2 separate regions of the Rattus norvegicus genome follow, and region 2 is linked to region 1. Evidence: chromatin contacts called from public Hi-C data. All regions are on one chromosome and are shown on one strand. Each heading gives the region's core, a stretch centred on a gene start, on an enhancer-like site or on the middle of the called end of the contact. The rest is flanking DNA. Distances are from core to core; before and after follow the strand shown.

The links. A called contact is a pair of places that touch in the nucleus more often than the background predicts.
Region 2: a contact with region 1 is called in a Hi-C map of the A7r5 cell line, with 6 times the contacts expected there. The contact joins two enhancer-like sites. A contact is called at or near these places in 9 of 12 Hi-C or Micro-C datasets (the A7r5 cell line, the Rat2 cell line, Schwann cells and 6 more).

What each region holds. Positions count from the first base shown.
Region 1 is chr20:20,430,623-20,436,296 of GRCr8, forward strand. All of the region lies in intron 4 of Arid5b (AT-rich interaction domain 5B), which reads left to right. Among named protein-coding and RNA genes, the nearest start is that of Arid5b, 130 kb to the left of the region's middle. Within about 2 kb of position 2,754, at least 12 of the 93 cell types and tissues checked have an H3K27ac peak or open chromatin away from gene starts, as enhancers often do. A contact at or near this core is called in the A7r5 cell line, where this site is marked.
Region 2 is chr20:20,706,146-20,711,416 of GRCr8, forward strand. No RefSeq gene overlaps it. Among named protein-coding and RNA genes, the nearest start is that of Zfp365, 44 kb to the left of the region's middle. Within about 2 kb of position 2,251, at least 12 of the 93 cell types and tissues checked have an H3K27ac peak or open chromatin away from gene starts, as enhancers often do. A contact at or near this core is called in the A7r5 cell line, where this site is marked.

The DNA of each region.
Region 1 (5,674 bases), core at 1,504-4,003:
TCTTTAAAAAGCCCACAAGGTAGAACATCTTCCCCACGAAAACATTTTGTTTTCTCTTAGGTGTTCTGACTCTTCTTGGGCTAGAAGCTCCCGAGACCAGTAGGCATCTCTGTAGGCGCTACTCACACTTCCCCTACTTAATAGCAATCACAATGGAGGGCAAGTGCTGCAGGCACAAAGATAAGCAGCCGACGTAGCCCAGCCGCCTTCCCTCTTTAGAGGTGTTTGTACGGTAGCAATCCGAGCGATTTAACAAAGACCGCTCTATGCTGGAGGATGGAAAGATGGCTGGGTGGTTAAAAGAAGTTACTGGTCTTACAGAGGACCTGAGTTCAGTTCCTGGCACCCATGACCAGCTAACAACCACCTGTTACTACTCCAGCCCCAGAGGATCCAGATGCCCTCTGACCTATGAGGGCACCCCACACACCTACACGTACACACGCATGCAGGCATATTAAGTGACAGGCATTGGTTTCAAAACCTGATACAGAGTTCTGTGTCCCCCTCGCTGTATGTAAAGCACCTAGCATCACTTCAAGAGTTCGCTGAGACACACGCAATCTGTGGTGGGTACAAGAAACCAGAGCGAGTGTCTGTGGACAAAGGCACCCCACACACAGCTGGAGAAGGGCCTGAAGAATCGCAGGGTAGGTCATGTCTGCACCTATGACGCCCTACTTTTCGCCTGATTTCTGGAGATCTGATCTCAGGTCCTTGTGCTTCTGCAGTAACCCCTTTACCAACGGAACCATCTCCCCAGCTCTTTGAGCTGCGCACGGCATTGCTCTGTAAATGACCCAGAACTCAGCAGTCAGAGCTCGTAACACTCCAACTCCCCACCACGGTCTTCTGTTTCGATCCACTTGGTCTCCCAAGCGTGTCTCCCCACACTTCGTGTCTTACCAGCTCTCCCACTCTGCATTTCAGTGCAGTGTTTAAAGAACCCTCAAATCTAGAACAAATCGTTCTGTTCATCTCAAAGAATGACAGACCTCACACGGTTCTGGTTCGAGACCTGGGCCAGGTGTCAGATTGTCAATTTAATCCTAGCCTCTGTGCTAGGAGCCTCTGGGTGATCCTAGAATACTGGCAGCGAAACCAAGCCATCCCTCCCTGGAGTTATGTTGCAAGGAGTGGCACCTAGAAGCGTGGTATTGTGTCCAGGCCCCGCCCACACCCTTACTTCCCGGAGCCTGAAGCAATACTTAATAACCCCAAAAGAATGTTTTCGAATTGTTCTTCTGTTGATCCCAAAGAATGGGAGCCTTCACACGGTTCTGGTTCAAGACCTGGGCCAGGAGTCAAATTCTAAATTTAATCGTAGCCTCTGTAAACGCTTTTTCCTCTACCGTCCGCCATTTAAAGTTCAGTCTTCCCATCTGTGAAAGCAACAAACATGTCTGTCTTTCTGCCATGCGGGCTTGTTATTCTACTGGGGGGGCAGCATATCATATTTCCTACCATAATAGGAATTAAACAAAAGCCCTTTGAGCGAGAGTCCGGTGTGTAAACGCCTGTGCTTAGAAGTAGATGCACATCAGAGGCCCCTCCATTGTTGTTGTTGTTGTCTTTTAAAGAGAAACAAGGCTAACTAGAGAAATTATTTTGGAATTTTTTTTTTTTTTTTTTTTTTTTTTAGTAAAAGGACATGAAAGAAAGGGCACTTTTTGAGCTTGCGCCGCAGCGCACACATAAGAGCAGTCAGTCATGTTTTGCTAAAGAAGACACAGCTGTTTAATTTTATGGTAGAGTTACTTTAAGGACTTTGTCAATTCAAAGTCGAAAGCCAAACAACTGTTGCTGCAAAACTGGAGTCGAGGCCAAGTCAAGATAAATCCGCTCCTAAAATCATCTTGGAATTACAGAACATTTGGGTTCACGCTGGGCAGGGGGAAGTAGCTTTATTTAAAAAGCCAGTGCCTTGGCTGGTAATTGGAGGAGAGAGGGTTTGCTTTTTGTGTCCTGGGCTCTGCAGTTTTGGATCCCCCCAACTTCTTTTTTTAGCTGCTTGGTTTGTTTTAATACCAAGTTTATTTGCTTTTGGGGGCGAACAGGCCCATTCAGTAGGAAATTGTCCAAAATTACACCACATAGATTGGAAATGAAATTTAAAAATCAAATTAAGCACCAATTGCACAACTGATTATAGGATTTAGAATTATTATTATTATTATTATTATTATTATTATTATTATTATTCATGGAATGATACAGCTTAGTCCTTTCCTTGGTCTTATAAATTCCAAGTTTCTCTATACTGCCTATTGTTAGAAACAAATGAACTGGCCTTTTTTGTTTTTAGTGGCTTTTCTTCCTTATTAGGGAGTTATTCAGACATCTTTCCTTGGTTCCTGTAATTCCAAGCCAATTGGAGTATCAGCCTATTTTTGGTTATGAAGGAACTTTTAAAATGTGGGCATGATCTTTTTTACGGTTATAAAACTCGTTAAAATCAATTGGCCACAAAAATAGAACAGCTATAGCCACAGATACAGTGACTCTGTTACCTTCCTGGGATACATTGTTCTACACCTCCTATACAAGCCCCACCAACCTCACCTCACAACTCCTGGCATCCTGAAGGAGGCCTACTAAATGTAAATTAAAATGCATATTGAAACAGCCTAAAGTTGTGGTTCACACTTGCGTCCCTCCGAGATCAATGCCCTACCTGTGTTTGAGTAAACCTTGTTAGTTCCTGGGGTTTTTGTGGTCATCCCTGTGCATCACCCTGATTTACCACAAGAGGGCAATAGAGAGTTTGCTTAAGGCTAACAAAGCCAGAAATGGTTCTAATGACGAGCTAAGTGTTTTAACTTGCTAAGGATTTATTTCGCGGCCTTTCAATCGCCACACTTGCAAGCCTCTGGGTTTCCTGAACAGCCAATAATCCAAAGACATTTCTTCTGAGAGGAAATACAGAGATACCGGTGCAGACGAGGACTTTTGCCCAAATAAGGAGGCTTTTTATGGCGACCCCATGTGTTAGATAACTGTCTACTGACAGTTGGTCATGAGTTTATAAGGTCGGATGCTAAAATATGTATACCATATGCTATGAAAGCGCTTGGGTGGAAGACCAAAAAAAAAAAAAAAACCTTTACAGCTATCACCAACATACCAGAGGCACACAGACGGGGCGCTTCATTGCATGTAGGTTGAACCCATCCAAAAATGTCATTAAAAATGATCACCTTATAAGTATCCTACAGTAAAATACCCGTCGCATGTCTTGTTCACGCTGCAGTGATCGTTTTCATCTCTCAGCCTAAAACCTGAGGTGCTTGAGCTGCAGCTCTCGCTGTCTAGCCTGAATTTATTTCCGGAGCCACCATTACTGCTCTCGTGTGTTATAATCCAGGTCATTTGAAGATAAAAGGAAGGGGTTCAGCGGAGGAGAGCTTGGCTTTTGATAGGTTGCTTAGCTCCTGTGCTTCATGGCCATCGTCATAGAAACCAAAGTGGAGGAGCCAGAGGGAATGGACTCTTATTTCAGACCCTGTGACTGGCTATGCGGGAGAACAAGACGCTAGGCTGACCCGGTATTAAGTAGCCACTATCATCACAATGTCCGGTGGTCTTTCTACATTTATTTTTTATCAAGTGCATATGTGTACGCATGTGCATTGTGGGTCTGAAGACGGAGATCAGAGAACAACTTCGTAGAACTGGTTCTCTCCATAGAGCTTGGCGTGGGTTCCAGGAATCAAACCCCTGTCCCTAGGCGTGCATAGCAAGGTCCCTCTTCTGTCACCCTGTTTTCTTGCTGGTCCTTTGGATGCTAAGGATGACTGGATAAAGTGCTCGTCTCCTCTACAGTTCCCAGAACTGAAACCTCTTTCTTTCATCCAACTTCTCCGGGCTTCTTGGCAATGTGTCGTGTGAAATTGTGGGACCTGAGGCAGCTGGACCATGCCAAGAAGGTCATGTTCTTGCCTTGAGGGCTGACTGTATCTGACCCCTCTCCTTACTTTCAAGTGAAATCTCTAAAAGGCAAACGCAGTTAGACTGTAAACTTTTTCGGCAATTTGTGGTCAGGAAACTTCTACTTGGGATTAGCCAAACTCACTCAAATTCCATTTTCTCATGCTCATGTCTGCACCAAATGATTAAAACACTACACCCAACTCATGTCATCAACATGTCAAAATAGCTCAGGAGGAGTCAGAGCTCCTCTCTCCCTCTCTCCCTCTTTCCCTCCCTCCCTCTCTCCCTCTTTCCCTCCCTCTCTCCCTCTCCCCCTCCCTTCTTCCCTCCCTCCCTCCTTCTCTCCCTCCCTCCCTCCCTCTTTCCCTCTCTCCCTCCTCCAACATGTTTTCACTTGGTACCTTAGTTAAGGAACTTAATGTTCTAACAGCCTTATCGGGACGTTTAGTAACCTCGAGTCAATATTACTAGATTTGAACTTTTTTGAGACCCCACATCAGCAAATTCTGGGGTAATAACATGTGTTCGTGACAGCAGACATTACAGCAGATAGGACCCTACATTGTATTGGACCATTTGAGTTGTGATCTTCGATAACTGTGTTCTAGCTTCAGACGTCGGTCTGTTTTGCTTACCCTTTGAGTCCCAACCAAGGACATCTCTGATCCTAACATTATGTTGTCGTCCAAACCAGCATCACCCATACGGAAGATGACACAAGCCGTCTGCCATTGAAAAAGGAAAATGTGGAATTAATTTTAATGATATATTTATCCAATCCATTATAGCCAAAATATTGCCATTATCTCAGTGTGGACTTGATTTAAGATGCGCTCTGTGAGATCGTTTGCTCTCCATCCCACATGTTGAAAACCAGTCGGTGTTTCGCACGTAAAGTGCACCTCGTCTCGGACGTGGGGTTTCAAGAGCTCTGCAGACTCCTGTGGGTACCGTGACCGCACTGGATGCAGCGACTTTAAACAGGAAGAGAAATGTTTTCTCTTAACTGACAGCGTGAAGCTTCACCCTTCTCTATCACTGTTATTAATTATTACTAGTATTATTATGAGATCCATGGAGTGGTTTCCACTAACATCTGCCCTGCTGTTCTCTGTGACACAAACTCATGTTTCCAATGACGGAGCACATGAGCTTGTCACAATCAACCACTGGTCCCTAGTTAATGTATGCCTGTGGGGGTCAGGAACTTTGTTGCTGCCTCTGCCCACACACCACACCCCAGGCTCCTTTCTCTTCTTCTCTGGACCCCTCCAGACTACATTTTCTACTCTCTTCTTTACAGTCAGAGAGCCATGGGACCGCAGAAGGGTTGTGAAGTGCCTTTGCAGTACGGCGGCTCCTGCAGCTCCTCAGGGGAAGCTCAGGGAACGTGAGCGAGTTTTAGCAAAGCATTTTAAGAAAAGCCGTTATGGGCGGAGATGGGCAGAGATGTTACGGGCGGGTGTGTGCACGTGTTCCGTGTGTAGAAGCCGGCGTGCATGTGTCCATGCTGAGGCCAGAGGAGAGCTGTGTCATCTTCAGGCATTGGGGGTGTCTGTTTGTGTTTTGAGGCTTGGGCTTCCTGCTGAAATTTGGCTAGCCAACCGGCAGCTCGCCCAGAGATCTGCCCGCCTCTGCCTCATCGGTAGGAAACTACATCTGCGCACCACTGAGAGGCTCAGGGACGGGAGTCTGAGGATTGAGCCCAGGCCTCCATGATTATGTAGAAAACACTTTATAAACT
Region 2 (5,271 bases), core at 1,001-3,500, 280 kb after region 1:
CACTTTACACTATTTTTTTCAACACATTTCCATATCAGTGAGTAGAGATCTTTCTGCTTCTTTTAAAAGCAGTGACATAATCCACATCTTTATACCTGTTACGTGCTATATAAATATGACCTAATATATGTCTTTGTACCTGTTACTTCCACATTACTTTTCAAATTTACACACTGTGTTTTCAATGGTAGCGGTTACTATAGCTAGTGTAGATCATGGGACTTAACAGAGTTTGTATTTAGGATAAACCTCTAGGTTAAAATGTACACGTGAGCTTGCAGAAGGCAATGTTTGCTGCACACAAGCAGGAAGACCCATGTTCGATCCCTAGAACCCACTTTAAAAGCGGGGCTTGGTGGCAGGTACCTGGGAGATGGAGACAGGAAAATGTCCGTGGCTCACAGGCCCGGAAGTCACTGGCCCAGAAGCCTTGTCACATCAGTAAGATCCAGGCCAATGAGACTCCCTGTCTCAAACAAACAAATAAACCCACAGTAGATATCAAAAGATTGACACTTGAAATTGACCTTTGGCCTCTAAACACATACACATGAGCACCTATATATCCATGATCTCTCTCTCTCTCTCTCTCTCTCTCTCTCTGTCTCTGTCTCTCTGTCTTTCTCTCTCTCTCTCTCCCTCTCTCTCTCCCTCTCTCTCTCCCTCTCTCTCTCTCTCTCACACACACACACACACACACACACACACACACACACACACAAGGTATGTGTAATGCCATGATCTTTCATCAATGAGAACGAAGCAAAACAGGACAAACTTTGGAATATAAGAATGGGATTTTAAACATTAAATGGGACCAATGGCATTTCTGCAATTAGTACGCCTATTTGATCCAATTTTGCAGAACTGTCAATGTTCAACATAATAGAGAGGCCAGTGCTAGTCGAATGACAAAGGGTGGAGAAGTTTGAAAGAGCCAATTCAGAGACAGTTAAAGGTCAGGATGGCTTCCAAATACGTCAGTTAGTAAGGTCAAAAAGACTCATTGGGAACAACCTTGCTTTAAATCATAGGAAAAAGCATCTGTCTCCAGAACATTCTATTTTAAATGTCTTTTGGAAAAAAAATATTTACTTACATGTTTATCCTATGTGTGTGCCCAAGCCTGTGTGTGTATCATATGTCTGAAGTACCCTAGGAGGCCAGAAGAGGGTGTCAGAGTGTCTTGAGCTTACAAGTGGCTGTGAACAGCCAGATGTGGGTGCTGTGAACTGACCCTAGGACCTCTGGAGGAGCAGTGTGCCCCCTTAGCCACCAAACTGTGTCTACAGCCCCTTAAACATTTATTTTTTATTTCTAGTTTTTTATATGTGTGTGCATGTTCATGCAGAGGCCAGAAGAGGGTGTGAGATCTCCTGGAACTGGAGTTGTGCACCTTTGTGAATTGTCCAAGAGAGGTGGGAACCACATTTAGGTCCCCTGGAAGAGCAGAAAAATGCTCGCAAGCACTGAGCCATCTCTCTAGCCCTAGCACATTCCGTTTTAAACCCTAAGATTTACTTCAAGCACTCTCCTAGTAAGCCCAGATTTGGCGCTCTGTCTCCAGTCATTACAAGGCTTAACGAGTCTAAGAATGTGATCCAGGAAAACCTCTCAACACTCTGTGTTTCCTCCAAAGGCCCAGATTAGCAGGGGAATCAAGCCAAAAAGAAGTACACTTTGCTGAGTATGAGCTACTCCACAGAGAGGCTTGATCTAAGTTCATCTGAGACTTCTCCAAAGAGGAATTAAACGGGTTGAACTGGGGAGGTGGTTTCACTGACAGAATGCTTTTCTATCGTGCGTGAAGCCCCTGGTTCCATCTCCAGTACCACACAACCTTGGTGTAGTGGCACATACTGGAATCCTTGGGAGATGGAGGTGGGGCGGGATATCAGAAATTGAAGGTCACTCTTGCTTACCTAATGCGTTTGAGGCTAGCCTGGGCTACGGAAGACCCGGCTTTAATCAAACAAAACCAATAACAATGACAACAAAAAAGTAAATAAACACACACACACACACACACACACACACACACACACACACACACTCAAACCCAAATACCCAAGGGGTACATAAAAGGGCCAAGATAACTCCACTAGAGCTTGTGAGTTACTGAAGTCACTAAGGAGTTTTTGGAAGCCCCAGAAGTTGGGTTCCGAAAGTGACTTCCTTCAGACAGTAGATGACTCACTGACTTTGGCCATCACGGCTGCTGATTCACCTGCTCTCAGCTCGGTTGCATAACAATTGGGGCTGGCGGGATATTTCGGTCTGTTGATTTCAAGTGTCAAGCCTTTAGTATGCACACACTAACTCTGATGTCCTTCTTGGGAAAAGCTCCACAGTGCTCATGCGCAGGTGAAGGCTCCACATTGCTCATGCGCAGATGGCCTTGGGAACCGACAGCACAAGAGAAATGCCTCTCAGTTGCTGCTGCTGCTGAGAGGAACTCGCTCTGAGCACCTCATCATCTTCTTTACCCACCTAGAGCTGAAATGGTCCTGATGGGAATCCAAAGTGGAATCCAGGAGCCCCAACAGAGGACCAAGGAGTGTCCCAAGATGTCACTTACAGGCTTCATTTTTAAAACCCAAAATCCAGTGTGGGCCTCAAATATACTGAGGGTGGAAATCTGGTTACTTCAGAAATAGGGGGTATTGAGAATAGTCAGCCTAGAGTTTCCTTGGAAATACTAAGGAAGTAGAACCACAGTGGGGAGTTCCCAATCCTCTCGTTCTCACTCTGTGTGTTCAGTGTAGACGACGACTCCTCCTCCTCCTCCTCCTCCTCCTCCTCCTCCTCCTCCTCCTCTTCTTCTCCTTCTTCTTCTCCCCTTCCTCCTCCCCCTTCCTCCTCCTCCTCCTCCTCCTCCTCCTCCTCCTCCTCCTCCTCCTCCTCCTCCTCTTCTTCTTCTTCTTTTTCTTCTTCTTCTTCTTCTTCTTCTTCTTCTTCTTCTTCTTCTTCTTCTTCTTCTTCTTCTTCTTCTTCTTCTTCTCCTTCTCCTTCTTCCTCTCCTCCTCCTCCTCTTCCTCCTCCTCCCCCTCCTCCTCCTCCTTTTTCTTCTTCATAAAATGGAAAATGGGTGGACCTGGTCTGGCGAGATGGTCGGTGTACTGGCTGGTTGTGTGTGTGTCAACTTGACACAAGCTGGAGTTCTTGCAGAGAAAAGAGCCTCCCTGAGGCTCCCTTCAAACTGTAAGGCATTTTCTCACTCAGTGATCAAGGGTGGGAGGGCCCATTGTGGGTGGTGCCATCCCTGGGCTGGTGGTCTTGGGTTCTATAAGAAAGTAAGCTGAGCAAGCCAGGGGAACAAGCCAGTAAGCAACATCACTCCACGGCCTCTGCATCAGCTCCTGCTTCCTGACCTGCTTGAGTTCCTGTCCTGACTTCCTTTGGTGATGAACAGCAATGTGGAAGTGTAAGCTGAATAAACCCTTTCCTCCCCAACTTGCTTCTTGGTCACGATGTCAGTGCAGGAACAGAAACCCTGACTGAGACAGTGGGCAATTCAAAGAAGCAGATACAGAAGACTTGCAGAAGACTTGAATCCAGTTCCTTCATGTTGGGCAGCTCAGAACTGCCTTTAACTCCAGTTCTAAGGGGATCTGAGTTTCTCTTCTAGACTCCTCAAGGGCACCTACATGCAGAAGTGCACACACTTACCTTTAAACATACATACATACACACACACACACACACACACACACACACACACACACGGAAACAAATCACAAAAAGAGGAATGGCGGGGGGTTGGGGATTTAGCTCAGTGGTAGAGCGCTTGCCTAGCAAGCGCAAGGCCCTGGGTTCGGTCCCCAGCTCCGAAAAAAAGAAAAAAAAAATAGGAATGGCGGATGTAGGAGAACTTCCAGATTAAAACGGAAGGTGCTTGAAGAGCTGTTAGTTCCAGATGTCTACCCAAGCTTCAGTTTCTTCATTTGGTAAAGGGTTGCGTACCTAGACCGACATTTCCCAAACTTCCTTGAACGAGAACATCTCGCGGAGAACATCACGTCGAGTACTTGTTAAAACTGGGGCAACACAGCCTTACCCAGGTGAGCTGAATGCAAATCAGTGGAGCGGGTGCTGAGAATCGAGTTTAAGTCCTCCGGACCAGCGCACTGTGGAGCCTGCCCTGGCTCGGACCACGTGACCCGTTTAAACTCTAGAACGAGTGAATGGACCCGGTTCTTTCTGAGAGGTGGTGTCGATGAAGAAAAAGAGCAACAAACAGACCTTGACTCTCTCAGGTGGGGTGTACCCAAGGTAATGTCCTTCAACACTATATCTTAGATCAGGCTACCCCCTCCCCAATACTTCTGACCCATAACCTAACTTGAGTTTTTGATTCTTCTCTAATTTAGAGGGAGAAACATAGAGAGAGGAGCGTGATGATGTGTTGAAGGATCGCTGAGCAAAGTTAAGCTGGATGGCATGTTACTGAATGTTTCCCGAACGTCCAAACTTGTGTCCTTGCTAGGGAGATTGGGAAGGACTACAACAACGCCCCTCCCCCACCCCAAAATGAGTTTTCAAACAGGTGAGGACTTAATCAGGCTCTCAGCCCAGAGCCCAGGTTTCCTGATGCTCGGAATCAACTTATTTTCTGATGACTTTACATTTGTAATTATCCTCTCAATGAAGAGGGTCCGTTTGGCCACACAGGTGCCTTAGGTATGATTGTCTGAGAGCGCATGCGCTCACTGGTAGCTGGTGTCTGAGGGATGATGCAGGTGACCTCTAGAATGGTATAAGGCTCTCCCGCCAGGAGGCTGAGGACTCCTAGCAACTAATTTTCAGGCAATGGAAGGACAGTGGTGAGACAACGAAGTGGCAGGAGCTGCCACACTTAAGGCACCTGCAAAGTCTGAGGGAAGCCAGTCCGTTGGCAGAGATCGACATCAGTACCAATTCACATCCATTCTGCTTACTAGCACAAAAGTTATTTTTACCACGTCCCTTCGCAGCCACATTTTCATCCAACCCCCAGCAATGTTCAAGTCCTTAAGCTACAAAAGTCAAAAGGGGGGAAAAAAGAATTTCTTTTGATCTGTTGTCTTCGTCTGTGATGCCATATACTTTACAGGCAAAGCCATAAAAGATGTACTAAAGTATGTCATCTCCAGAATACTTAATTAAATACTATCTATAGAAAATGACTGGTCAGCCAAGTTAGCTATTTTTGTCCATGTTTTGCACAGATATATGGATCGTCATATTATACACCCAAAATATTAACATATCGCTCTCTTTGGCGTTTGGGTT